Linked DNA regions of Mus musculus: region 1 is linked to region 2. A link is a contact called in public Micro-C data. All regions are on one chromosome and are shown on one strand. The core of a region is the stretch at or near the end of the contact, and the rest is flanking DNA. Distances in the headings are between cores, read along the strand shown. Region 1 holds the start of Hcar2 (hydroxycarboxylic acid receptor 2). Region 2 has its middle 33 kb from the start of Hcar2.

The links. A called contact is a pair of places that touch in the nucleus more often than the background predicts.
Region 1: a contact with region 2 is called in a Micro-C map of macrophages, with 10 times the contacts expected there. The contact joins the promoter of Hcar2 here to the enhancer-like site in region 2. A contact is called at or near these places in 16 of 39 promoter capture datasets (the 3T3-L1 cell line, 3T3-L1-derived adipocytes, the C10 cell line and 10 more), 1 of 15 datasets of contacts at CTCF or cohesin (the NIH/3T3 cell line), 20 of 484 Hi-C or Micro-C datasets (CD4 T cells, ECoMG-derived neutrophils, bone marrow and 13 more), 10 of 115 datasets of contacts at active chromatin or transcription factors (the 230-238 cell line, the HPC-7 cell line, bone marrow-derived dendritic cells and 6 more) and 6 of 9 other capture datasets (adipose tissue, bone marrow-derived macrophages, embryonic stem cells and 3 more).

What each region holds. Positions count from the first base shown.
Region 1 is chr5:123,862,118-123,868,486 of GRCm38.p6, reverse strand. Hcar2 (hydroxycarboxylic acid receptor 2) reads left to right here and starts at 2,971. Exons shown (of 1, transcript NM_030701.3): 1 at 2,971-4,917. The coding sequence starts at 3,049. The coding sequence ends at 4,131.
Region 2 is chr5:123,829,432-123,835,084 of GRCm38.p6, reverse strand. No RefSeq gene overlaps it. Among named protein-coding and RNA genes, the nearest start is that of Hcar2, 33 kb to the left of the region's middle. Within about 2 kb of position 3,119, at least 37 of the 459 cell types and tissues checked have an H3K27ac peak or open chromatin away from gene starts, as enhancers often do. A contact at or near this core is called in ECoMG-derived neutrophils, bone marrow, bone marrow-derived macrophages and 6 more, where this site is marked.

The DNA.
Region 1 (6,369 bases), core at 1,722-4,221, 34 kb before region 2:
CCCCGTGCTGGTTGGTGGGGTCAAGACAAGTGACTCTTGGGATTGGCTGGCCAGACAATGAGTTCTGTGGGCAACAACAGCTCAAGAAGCCACTCACAGTCAGCCTTCAGTTACTGCGCGCGCGCGCGCACGCACGCGCACACACACACACACACACACACACACATTTATACAATTCTAAAACTTAAGAAGGAGACTCCCTTTCAGATTCTGGATGCCAGCAACAATCAGGGCTAGTTGTTTCTCTCCAGTTCATCAAACCCCATAGGATTACTTCAGGGGTGTTGTGTGGGTTACTTTCATGTTGTTGTTGTTGTTGTTGTTGTGACCAAATACCAGACAAAAACAACTTAGAAGAGATCTGTTTTGGTGTGTCACAGTCCATTGTGACATCAAGCAGCCCAGTCTGTGGTGCCTCAGGCCTGGACCTGGAGGGAGAGGAGCGCCGACCTCAACCTAAAGTGGATATAACTTTCCAGGCCTAGTGATTGGTCTCTACCAGCTTCCATCCTCAGAGTTCTCCAGGCTTGCAAAACAGTGTCAGGTGCTGGGGACCAAGTGCTCCAAACCTGGGAGCCTGCAGGGGCTCTTTTACTTTCAAGCCAAAACACATGCCCTCAGTAAGTTCACATTTATCCAGGAGGAAGGGTTACCAGCACCCACAGGCAGTAAGGCAAGCAAGTGCCAATGCCAGCTAACATTCAAGGCAATTGCAGAGGAAGAGGCAGTGATCTGGGTTCGTGTCATAAGCCTGTAATCCCAGCACTCCGTGCACACAGGACAATCGTGGCCAGCAGTGAGGCCAGGCCAGCCTGAGATACATAGGGAGATGCTGTCTCAGAAGCCTGTTTAAGGGGCTGGAGATGTCCGTCTCAGTTAAGAGCACTTGTTCTTGCTGAGAACTTGAATTCAATTTCTAGCATCCACATCAGGTAACTCATATCCATCTGCAACTCCTGCCTCAGGGAACCTGGCACCTTCTGCTGGTCTCCGAGGGCACCTGTATTCACATGCATATATACACAGACAGACACACAAACACACAGACACACAGACTCTCTCTCTCTCCCAATTTAAAAAAAATACATGTTTCAAAAAGTCTTTTAAAAAATACAATATTATACCAGCACTTGGGAGGCAGAGACCAGGGGATTTCTGAGTTTGAGGCCAGTCTGGTCTACAGAATGAGTTCCAGGACAACCAGGGCTACACAGAGAAATCCTGCCTTGAAAACAAACAAACAAACAGAAACCCAAAACCAAAAAACAAAACAAAACAAAATAAACAAACAAAAAAACAATATTGGAGAGATGGCTCAGAGGTTAAGAGGACTGACTACTCTTCCGAAGGTCCTGAGTTCAAATCCTAGCAACCACATGGCTCACCACCATCCATAATGAGATCTGATGCCCTCTTCTGGTGCATTTGAAGACAGCTAGATTGCTCTTACATATAATAATAAATAAATCTTTGGGCCGGAGCAAGCGGGGCTGGAACGAGCTGAGGTCCTGAGTTCAATTCCCAACAACCATATGATAGCTCACAGCTATCTGTACAGCTACAGTATACTCATATACATAAAAATAAATAAATCAATCTTGAAAAAAATGGGCAAACATGGAGTTTCAAGACATGGAATTTGGAACACTGGAAACTGCAATGTGGGCACCACCAATCTCAAAGTTGTCATCTTCATTGTCACAGTCTCCATGAAGTATCCTGATCCTATAGGATCCAAGATCAGGTCACCCTGAGTCTAGACTACAAGGTCCGTCAAATGCCATTGAGGATTTGGGTAGGCAGCTAAAGGGACACATTTCCTCTTTTTTTTTTTTTTTTTTTTTTTTTTTGAGACAGTTTCTCTGTCTAGCCCTGGCTGTCTTGGAACTCGATCTGTAGAGCAGGTAAATTCAGAGATCTACCTGCTTTCGCCTGCCGAGTACTGGGATTAAAGGTATGCACCACTACCACCTGGCAAATTTCCAATTTCTAATTTCAAACTCAAAGTAGATAGTCAATGGTAGATACTCTGTAAGATGACACTTAATCACACTTTAAAAAAAAGAGAGAGAAAGGAAATGTTATCTTTCTGCACCCTCTTGAGGCTTGAAATCAGAGCCATTTCTACGAATACCACACATCCAGGCGCTGTGTCTGCAATCCCAGCACTCGGGAAGAAGAAGCAGGAAGATGGAGAAGCCAGCTTGGGAGACGTAACAAGAGGAGACATCTATCTGAGAGGAAGGAAAAAAGGAAAAAGAGCACGGCGCTAGAGAACTGAGTTGGGGGTTAGGAGCACCCGCTGCTCCTGCAGAGGACCTGCATTAAGCTCCCTATCCCCACATTGGGGTGGATGACAACTGTCTTATAACTCTAGCTCCAGGGCATCCAATAGCCTCTGGGGCTGTTGTTGTATGTACATAGCCACATAGACAGGCATGCAAAAATAAAAATAAATCCTAGAAAGAAAACAAGGAGGTGGGGGAGACAGAGACAGACAGACAGACAGACAGAGGAAACCGTATCCACATTACCAATGCATAGTAGAATTTCACACGAACTCTTACTGCTCCTGGAAAGCCTGACTGTTCTTTTAGCACAGTGCATGGTTACTGCCCTTGTTAATTTATTAATTATTGTCAGCTAAGCAAATTGCAGTGAATGGATTCTCCGAGGCCAATCACCTAGCCAGCATGCATGCCTGCAGCCTTCAGAAGGAATGCCCTCAGATCTGACTCGTCCACCTCTGACAGTCGGCTTGCCTAAACTTATCCTTTACGTTTAGAAAAATTTGTGGGTTCCCGTCTGCCCAGGGGACTTTTTTTTTATTACTTGTTTATGCAAACAGTAAGTTGCATAAGAGCCTTGCTAGCCTTTTTTTTTTTTAAATGATTTCGTAGTTTCCTGGTAACCATTCAGTCATCTCTTTCAACACCCTGACATGACATAAAGCCGAGGGCTGAACCACACGTTCACCACACAGACACACACTCGCCTTGAGCCTTCGCTAGGTGAGGCACTCTGAAGCTGGACTGGCCAGATCCACTCATGAGCAAGTCAGACCATTTTCTAGTGATAAACGGCAAGAACTGCTGTGTGTTCCGAGATGAAAACATCGCCAAGGTCTTGCCACCGGTGTTGGGGCTGGAATTTGTGTTCGGACTCCTGGGCAATGGCCTTGCCTTGTGGATTTTCTGTTTCCACCTCAAGTCCTGGAAATCCAGCCGGATTTTCTTGTTCAACTTGGCCGTGGCTGACTTTCTCCTGATCATCTGCCTGCCGTTCCTGACGGACAACTATGTCCATAACTGGGACTGGAGGTTCGGAGGCATCCCCTGCCGTGTGATGCTCTTCATGTTGGCTATGAACCGACAGGGCAGCATCATCTTCCTCACCGTGGTGGCTGTGGACCGCTACTTCCGGGTGGTCCATCCACACCACTTCTTGAACAAGATCTCCAACCGGACGGCGGCCATCATTTCTTGCTTCTTGTGGGGTCTCACCATCGGCCTGACTGTCCACCTCCTCTATACAAACATGATGACCAAAAATGGCGAGGCATATCTGTGTAGCAGCTTCAGCATCTGTTACAACTTCAGGTGGCACGATGCTATGTTCCTCTTGGAATTCTTCTTGCCCCTGGCCATCATCTTGTTCTGCTCAGGCAGGATCATCTGGAGCCTGAGGCAGAGACAGATGGACAGACATGCCAAGATCAAGAGGGCCATCAACTTCATCATGGTGGTGGCTATTGTATTCATCATTTGCTTCCTACCCAGTGTGGCTGTGCGCATCCGCATCTTCTGGCTTCTCTACAAATATAACGTACGCAACTGTGACATCTACTCCTCGGTGGACCTGGCTTTCTTTACCACCCTTAGCTTTACCTACATGAACAGCATGCTGGACCCTGTGGTCTACTATTTCTCCAGCCCATCTTTCCCCAACTTCTTCTCCACGTGTATCAACCGCTGCCTTCGAAAGAAAACATTGGGTGAACCCGATAATAACCGAAGCACTAGTGTGGAGCTCACGGGGGACCCCAGCACAACCAGAAGTATTCCAGGGGCGCTAATGGCTGACCCCAGTGAGCCAGGCAGCCCCCCTTATCTGGCTTCCACATCTCGTTAAGTTACTATGACAAGAAGGGAGATTGCCGCTCAGGCCTGTGCTCTCTGGAGAGGCGATTTGGCCGTTCGTTGAACAGGGTAACATCTTCAGATTTGGCTTACGCTTTCTTGGAACTTCTAGATTCGGAGAATCGAATTTAGAGAAACGGCGTGGTGCAGTGAGCAGTTTTGGTTGCGAGGTGCAGCCATAGAAAATCTCAGAGGAACAGAAAGCAGAGTTTCCAGACAGTGGAAACTTCTCAGCCTTCCAAGCTTACAGGACTGAAGAAGACAGAGTCCTGCAGAGTTTGAGTCCCAGATGCACCCAGACACACCTCAGTTCTGCTCAAAGTCACGGATGGCTCTTCGTCCTAGGGTCCTACCTAGCCTGTCCGTGGGCCCCAGTGAGGACAAGGAGATCCACGAAACTGGAGGGGATCTCTACCCAGATGTCACTGATAAGCCAGTTGGTCACTTGTGTTCGGTGGGACCAGTATACCTTTCAGCCAGACTTTAGCAGAAATGCTAAAGAGGGGAGGAGATGCAAAAGATTTGATTGTTCTCCAAGTCTCCAAAGGTGGTAAGAGGGGGTTAGCCCCAGGAGGGACTGAACTCAGTGCTGGAGAGAAACAATAACAAATTCAGCTGAGCTTTAAAAGGCTTTGGGGAAACAGTGGCTTCCCTCCTCTGTCTGCGTTTCTTAGTAAAAGGAATTCAACTGTGTCCATGGTTGGGGGGGGGGGGGCGGTTCATTACTTGGGTTTCTGTACTTTAACATCTACCATTTCAATAAATTTCGACAGGAGACACAGGCTGCTGCAGCATTTTGTCTGGGTTAGGGTTCACAGAAACGGTCTTCTTACTTAAGACCTGGGTTATGAACTGTATCCTAGCAGGAAGATCTAGTATACTGCAAAAACACAGAAGGGTGCAGAAGAGCCCTGCCTTGAGACAGCCAAGGGGAACGGCACCGGTGGGGAATATGTAAGGTAGTTAGGTTTTAAAGGCTATACCGAAAAGTTTACAGCGGAGTTCTTCCCTTTGCAGTTCGGTGAACATTGCTATTAATAGCTGTATATTAAAAAAAGAATCAGACCAGAGTGGGCTTTTTTTTTCCACCCCTAGGAGAAGGAAGAGGAGCTTCCTATGGAATGGTTTCAGTTCCCAGTTTAGAGCCAGAAAGGAGATGTACCAGGTTGCATCGTGCCAGTTGAGAAACAAGAAGTTTCTGTTGTACTTTCATTTCCAGTTTCTGTCCCTCCTAGATCCTTTGGCAAGATGAGGCTTTTTTTTTTTTTCCTCCCGAGCTGGATACAGATTAAGAATTCAGATACTCTAATTTCTCAGCCCTCGGTAGATGGCAAGAAACCAGGGACAGACAGATGAAGTGTCTCTTAGTTCAAGTGTTCCCAGTTTTCTGTCTCTTATTACCTTCGGCTCCTACAAGTGGGAATTTAAAAGCAGGGTTTGCCTTCTTCTGGAAGGCGGCAGACAGAAGCTCCGAGCCAAGCAGGGATTTCCCCATGAATCACGGGGAACCTGGTGGTGAAACTCCTGGTCCTTGATCGATCGGAGTTAACAGTTGACATTCATTTGTTTGGTTTTTGTGTGTTGAACAGCAACTGTGCGCCAGACACCGTTCTGGGTGGTGGCAATACGGCCAGGAGTTAAGCAGATAGATGGTCTTCGTCACATTGAACCCAAATTCAAGGCAGGGAGGCAGGCAGGAATGAAGAAAAGATCATGGCTGAAAAGCAACAGGTGTTGTGAAACCAGCCAGGTGTGACTATGGGAACAGAGAGGGTGGCTAGGGTGGGGATGACTGGGAGGGCCTCCAGGAGGAAGTGATATTGAGTTGAGCCAGGATTAACTAGACAGAGCAAGGTATGAAAACCTCTGGGCTGGGGGTGGGGGGGCACAGGGAGGGGAGTGAGAGCAAAGGTCCTGAGGTAACAAGGAATGTGTTGGGTATGAGTCTCCTTTTTTTTTTCATATGTTATATTTTATTAGCTGATAATTCTTATGCCGTTATGATATACAATGTAGTATAATAAATATTTGAATGAATAGATTTAGAAAGCAGGTAATTTGGAATAAGCATTTCAAAACATGGATTAACTTTCATTTCTTTTTTTTTAATTGGGTATTTATTTCTTTTACATTTACAATGCTATCCCAAAAGTCCCCCACCCGCTCCCCCACCCACTCCCACTTCTTGGCCCTGGCATTCCTTTGTACTGAGGCATATAAAGTTTGCACG
Region 2 (5,653 bases), core at 1,870-4,369:
TACTGAGCTGTCCCACTGACCCCTCACTGCTCTCCAGGCCAGAGTGACTGGCAAGCAGGTTCAAGGGATTGGCCTCCCTCCACCTCCCCAGGGCTGGGATCATGGCCTTTGAACCACTGAGCCTGGCTTTTTAGTGTGAGCGCTAGGGATTGAAACTCAGGCCCTCCTGCTTACGTGGCAAACACTTTATCAACTAAACCATGTTTCCAGCTCCAGACTCATTCTTTTAGGACTTAACTGGAGGGTGCCACATCCTGCAGAAACCAAGAGCCTGGATTTGGGAAATGGGATGTATTAGTCACTTGGAGATGCTCTAATCGAGTGACTAAGAAAAAACAACTTAAGGGGGCAAAGATTTAGTCTAAGTTAGAGTTACTATTGCTGTGACATGACTAAAGCAAATTGGAGAGGGAAGGTGTTTTTTGTTTGTTTGTTTATTGCTTACACTTCCACATCACTGTTTATCATCAAAGGAATTCAGGGCAGGAACCTGGAGCAGGTACTGATGCAGAGGCCAAGGAGGGGTGCTGCTTACTGGCTTGCTCCCCGTGGCTTGCTTGGCCTGCTCTCTTAGAGAACCCAGGACCACCCACCCAGAGGTGGCGCCTCCCAGAATGGGCTGCTCCCTCAACCCCTAATGAAGAAAATGCCCTACAGGCTTGCCCACAGCCTGAGCTTGTAAAGGGATTTTTTTCAACTCGGTTTCCCTCCTATCAGGTGACTCTAGCTTGTGTCAAATCGACAGAAAATTAGCCAACACTGATTTACGTTGGCTTAGGGTTTCAGAGGGATTTGAGTCCATTATATTGGGAAGGCATAACGGTGCATGCTCACGATAGTGAGGCATATAGCAGCATATCAAGGCTGACCAGGAAAGCCAAGAAAGCCCGCTAGGTAAGCTTTCAAACGTTGGTCCCTACTGACCAGGCCCCATTCCCAACATTCCCCAACCTTCAAAATATCTCCACTAGGGCTGGTGAGATGGCTCAGTGGGTAAGAGCACCCGACTGCTCTTCCGAAGGTCCGCAGTTCAAATCCCAGCAACCACATGGTGGCTCACAACCATCCAAGATCTGACTCCCTCTTCTGGAGTGTCTGAAGGCAGCTACAGTGTACTTACATATAAATAAATAAATAAATAATCTTTAAAAAAAATATCTCCACTAGGCCGGGAGCCTGAAGGTTCAAACCGTACCCTTTGTTCTCCAGAAGTGAGAGAGAACAAACTCCTGTTGTTTTTCTTTGTTTTGTTTTTCGGTTTTTCTGAGACAGGGTTTCTCTGTGTAGCCCTGACTGTCCTAAAACTCCTCGGTAGACCAGGCTGGCTTTCAACTCAGAAATCCGCCTGCCTCTGCCTCCCGAGTGCTGGGATTAAAGGTGTATGTTACCACAGCTATACTTCTGGGTTCTGTCTTTAGAACAGAAACAAGACAGATGACACCTCTGTAAACACCAACAGCAAAGCCCCCAAAACTCACAACCATGACATTCTTCTTTTTCACTTTCTGTCTTGTCTTTTCTTTTTTGAGGCAGGGAGTATTAGTTACTTTTTGCTGCTGCAATAAAATACCATGAGTATAGGGGGCTGATACTGGGATGTAATGTGAATAAATAAATAAATAAATAAACCACCACGCTTAAAGCAACTTACAAAAGAAAGTTCATTGTAACTTATAGTTCCAGAAGAATAAGGATTTATCATGTAAGGAAGGCATAGGGCAGGCGCCAGGTATGGTGCCATGTGACAGGCATGGTGACAGGTGGCAGTCATGGTGGCACATGACAGACATGTTGGTAGGTGGCAGGCATGGTAGCACATGATAGCTATGTTGGTAGCCATTTTGGCGTGCATGACTGAGAAAGCAACCCTTCAATGGCAAACGTAGAGTTGGAATCAGCCCACTGAAGTAGGGCAGACCTATAAACACTCACAGCCAGCCTCAGTGAAGTCAGCCCTGAACTCACAGAGACCCACCTGCCTCTGCCTCCCAGGTGCCGGGACTAAAGGCCTGTGTCACCCTGTGCCTGGCCTCTTTTTCATTATCTTACAACCTTTAACATACACATTCTTATTTTATCCTATCAGGTACACTCCCCGTTCCCTGCAGGGCTATGAGTGAAACATAAATCAGAAAAATGACACCATGACCCTCGACTTAGACACAAGAAAATAGCTTCCTAAGAAAAAGGCCTTCTACTAAGAGACTACACTGCAGAACTCTTTTGTTATTGGCAATGCTGGGGACCGAACCCCTGGCCTCATGCATGCTATGCAAACAGGCTACCACTGAGACACAGCAGCCCAGGGCGCACAGTTTGTATCTTTTTACATAGTAAATTTATAACCATAGAATGGTCATTAGTATATAACTGATGGCCACGGGGCACTAAAACAGAGGAAGACACCCCACTGTACCAGTTCCTGGGGTTTGATGATGCAACTTTTCCTAGACATATGGCTCCCGTATGACCACGACACCAAGGGTAGGCACGTGACATCATGGGACCAAAAGTAGTCAGGGCGATTTTGTAAATTGCCACTTCTCTTTTTCTGAGGTATAAAATATAGTATGTGCTGTGCATTATGCAACCATTTTTGGACTTAAAATGTTAATGAAGCCTAGATATAGGGACACTGGCAAAAATTAGCCAACAAGCCTTGTTTTTGAAGCAATACCACTTCCTTCTCTTTCCTCCCTGCGTCATCTCTTCCAATACAGAGGATGCACTGTTGCTTCAGACGTGATGAAAGCCCTCATTAGCTCTACAATTTTTTAGATTACATTTATTTACTTACTTTGTGTGTGTGTACGTGTGTGCACGCACACATGCGCTCCTGTGCACATTTTATGACTCACACACGGGGGTCCGAGGACAATTTGCGGGAGTCGGTTATCTCCTACCACGTGGGTCTCAGCGTTTGAACTCGGGTTGTCAGTCTGAGCTCTGTTATCTGCTGAGCATCTCAGCAGCCCAAGAGATTTTAAATCTAAGCTTAAACACAAGGGGTCAGACAAAGAGAGGCACCAGGAAGAAAAAAGCTTGGGTGTGGCTTCTGAAAGGGACAGTCATAGAGAATAGGACATACCCAAGTGTGTGTAGCAGCTTCTCATGTGAGGGTGCCTGATCTCAAATCTTGACAGGTTACTAAACTCTCATAAACTCCTGCTTGGACTATCAGTGTCTTGTGTCAGTGAGGCAAATCTCTGTGGGCTTTCAAATAGGCTGACTCTCTTACTCAAACAATCCACCACGGGGCTGGAGAGATGGTGGCTCAGTGGCTAGGGACATCTGTTGCTTTTGTAGAGGACCTGGCTTCTATTCCAACCACCACACGCGCTTACATCCCTAAATAAAGTTTCGGAGCTGGGAGAACGGAGCCGCTAAATGAGCAGACTGAAGTCTCCCGCCACAGCGATGCTGATTCAGGTCCCCAGACAGTTTACACTCGGAGGTTAAAGAGAAACCACAGGAGTAAAGTCCTCATGAGTTCAAGCTGTGTACAATCACAAGGACAAACCACAAATGGCAAACACGTTTTTTCCACATCGGCATAGAAAGGATAGTTTAAATGTTTAATTGAACTTGGTGGTGATGACACCTGCCCTTAATGCAAGCACTCTGGAGGCAGAGGCAGGCAGGTCTCTGTGAGTTCCAAGGCCAGCCTGACCTACAGAGTGAGCTCCAGGACAGCTGGGGCTATACAGAGAAAAACTGAAAAACAAAACAAAACAAATAAAAATTCAATGGAATAGCATCAGCAAGCAATAAAAAATAATTTGAAGTAAGCTCATTCCTATCTGCTACATCTGGGAGAGGCACAAAAATGCATTTCAAGAAAACTTCCATTTGGAAGACAGCGAAGCCATAAACCTCTTGTTTTCTCTCACGCACTCAGAATTCTCCCTGGACAACTCCAGTCTTGGATGGTGTCCCAACACAATGCCTTCTTCTGGCCTCTACAGGCACCAGGCACGGATATGGTATACAAACATACACGCAGGCACAACACCTGTACATATAAAATGTTTTCCAAAAAATTTTTTTTAAAATATCCATCAAAAACTATGTAAACAGAGTTGGGGAGATCTTAGCCTTTAAGAGTGCAAATTGCTCTTACAGACGACCCAAGTTCAGTCCCCAGCCCTCATGGTTGGTTCTCACAACCTAGCGATCTGACGCCCTCTCCTCTCTATGGGCATTTGCACACACTCACATAAATACACATACATGTCCATAAATGAAAAGTAATGGACTGGAGAGATGGCCTCAGGGGTTAAGAGGGCTTGCGGTTCTTACTGAAGACCTGGGTTCAGTTCCCAGAATCCTCAATTTTTAAAAAAATATTTATTTATTTATTTTATGTATACGAGTACACTGTAGCTGTTGTGAAGGTGTGAGCCTTTATGTGGTTGTTGGGAATTGAATTTTTAAGACCTCTGCTTGCTTCCACCGGCCCCACTCGCTCCAGTCAATCCCTGCTAGCTCTGGTCAGCCTCAGCTCGCTCAGTCTCTGCTCACTCCAGCCCAAAGATTTATTTATTATTATACATAAGTACACTGTAGCTGTCTTCAGACACTCCAGAAGAGGGCAACAGATTTTTGTTATGGATGGTTGTGAGCCACCATGTGGCTGCTGGGATTTGAACTCAGGACCTTCGGAAGAGCAGTCGGTGCTCTTACCCTCTGAGTCTCACCAGCCCCGGACTTTATTTTTTATTTTTTGGTTTTTTGGTTTTTCGAGACAAGGTTTCTCTGTATAGCCCTGGCTGTCCTGGAACTCACTTTGTAGACCAGTCTGGCCTTGAACTCAGAAACCCGCCTGCCTCTGCCTCCCAAGTGCTGGGATTAAAGGCATGCGCCACCACACCCGGCTCAGATTTCATTTTTTATCAGGTCATGCTTTCTGTCACCAGGGGAGAAAGAACACTCCATCAACTGATGCTCCATTTCTAGCGGTCAAGGGATTAAAACGTTAGCAGCGTCACTCTGATTGACATGTAGAAGGGTACGTGTAAGTCTCAAAAACTCATCCTGTTCCCTGGAAGTTAGTCAGTGCTAACTAACTTCCCACTTTCTGTCCCTTGTCATGTGTCCTTGTGACTATGAAACATATAAGGACTCATTTTTTTTTTTCAAGACAGTGTGTTTCTCTGTATAGCCCTGGCTGTCCTGGAACTCACTCTGTAGACCAGGCTGGCCTCGAAATCAGAAATCTCCCTGCCTCTGCCTTGTGAGTGCTCGGATTAAAGGCGTGTGCCACCACTGCCCGGCATAAGCACTCATTTTATTCTGAGATTGAGTAGCCAAAAATAATTAATAATTTCAGTAATTTCGTAAGTAAAGGAGCGTTAACTGGTTTGATCTTGTTCAGGCAATCACAGCTTCTGTGAGTTTGGAACTGCAGCAGTCCTGACTGGTCTGGAAGATGCTGTTCTGCTCCGGGCTTCCCGCCCTATAGCTCTTACCATCTTTCCATCCCTCCCACCCCATCTATAATGGTTCCTGAGCCTTTTGAGTTAACAAAGAAACTAATGGGGCCTAAGAGGTGTGCAAGTCTATCCATATAGGTACAAATATAGAGGGCAGATTGATACCGTATCCATTTAGTCGAATAATATTAATAGGTTCTGTGATGGTTTGTATATGCTTG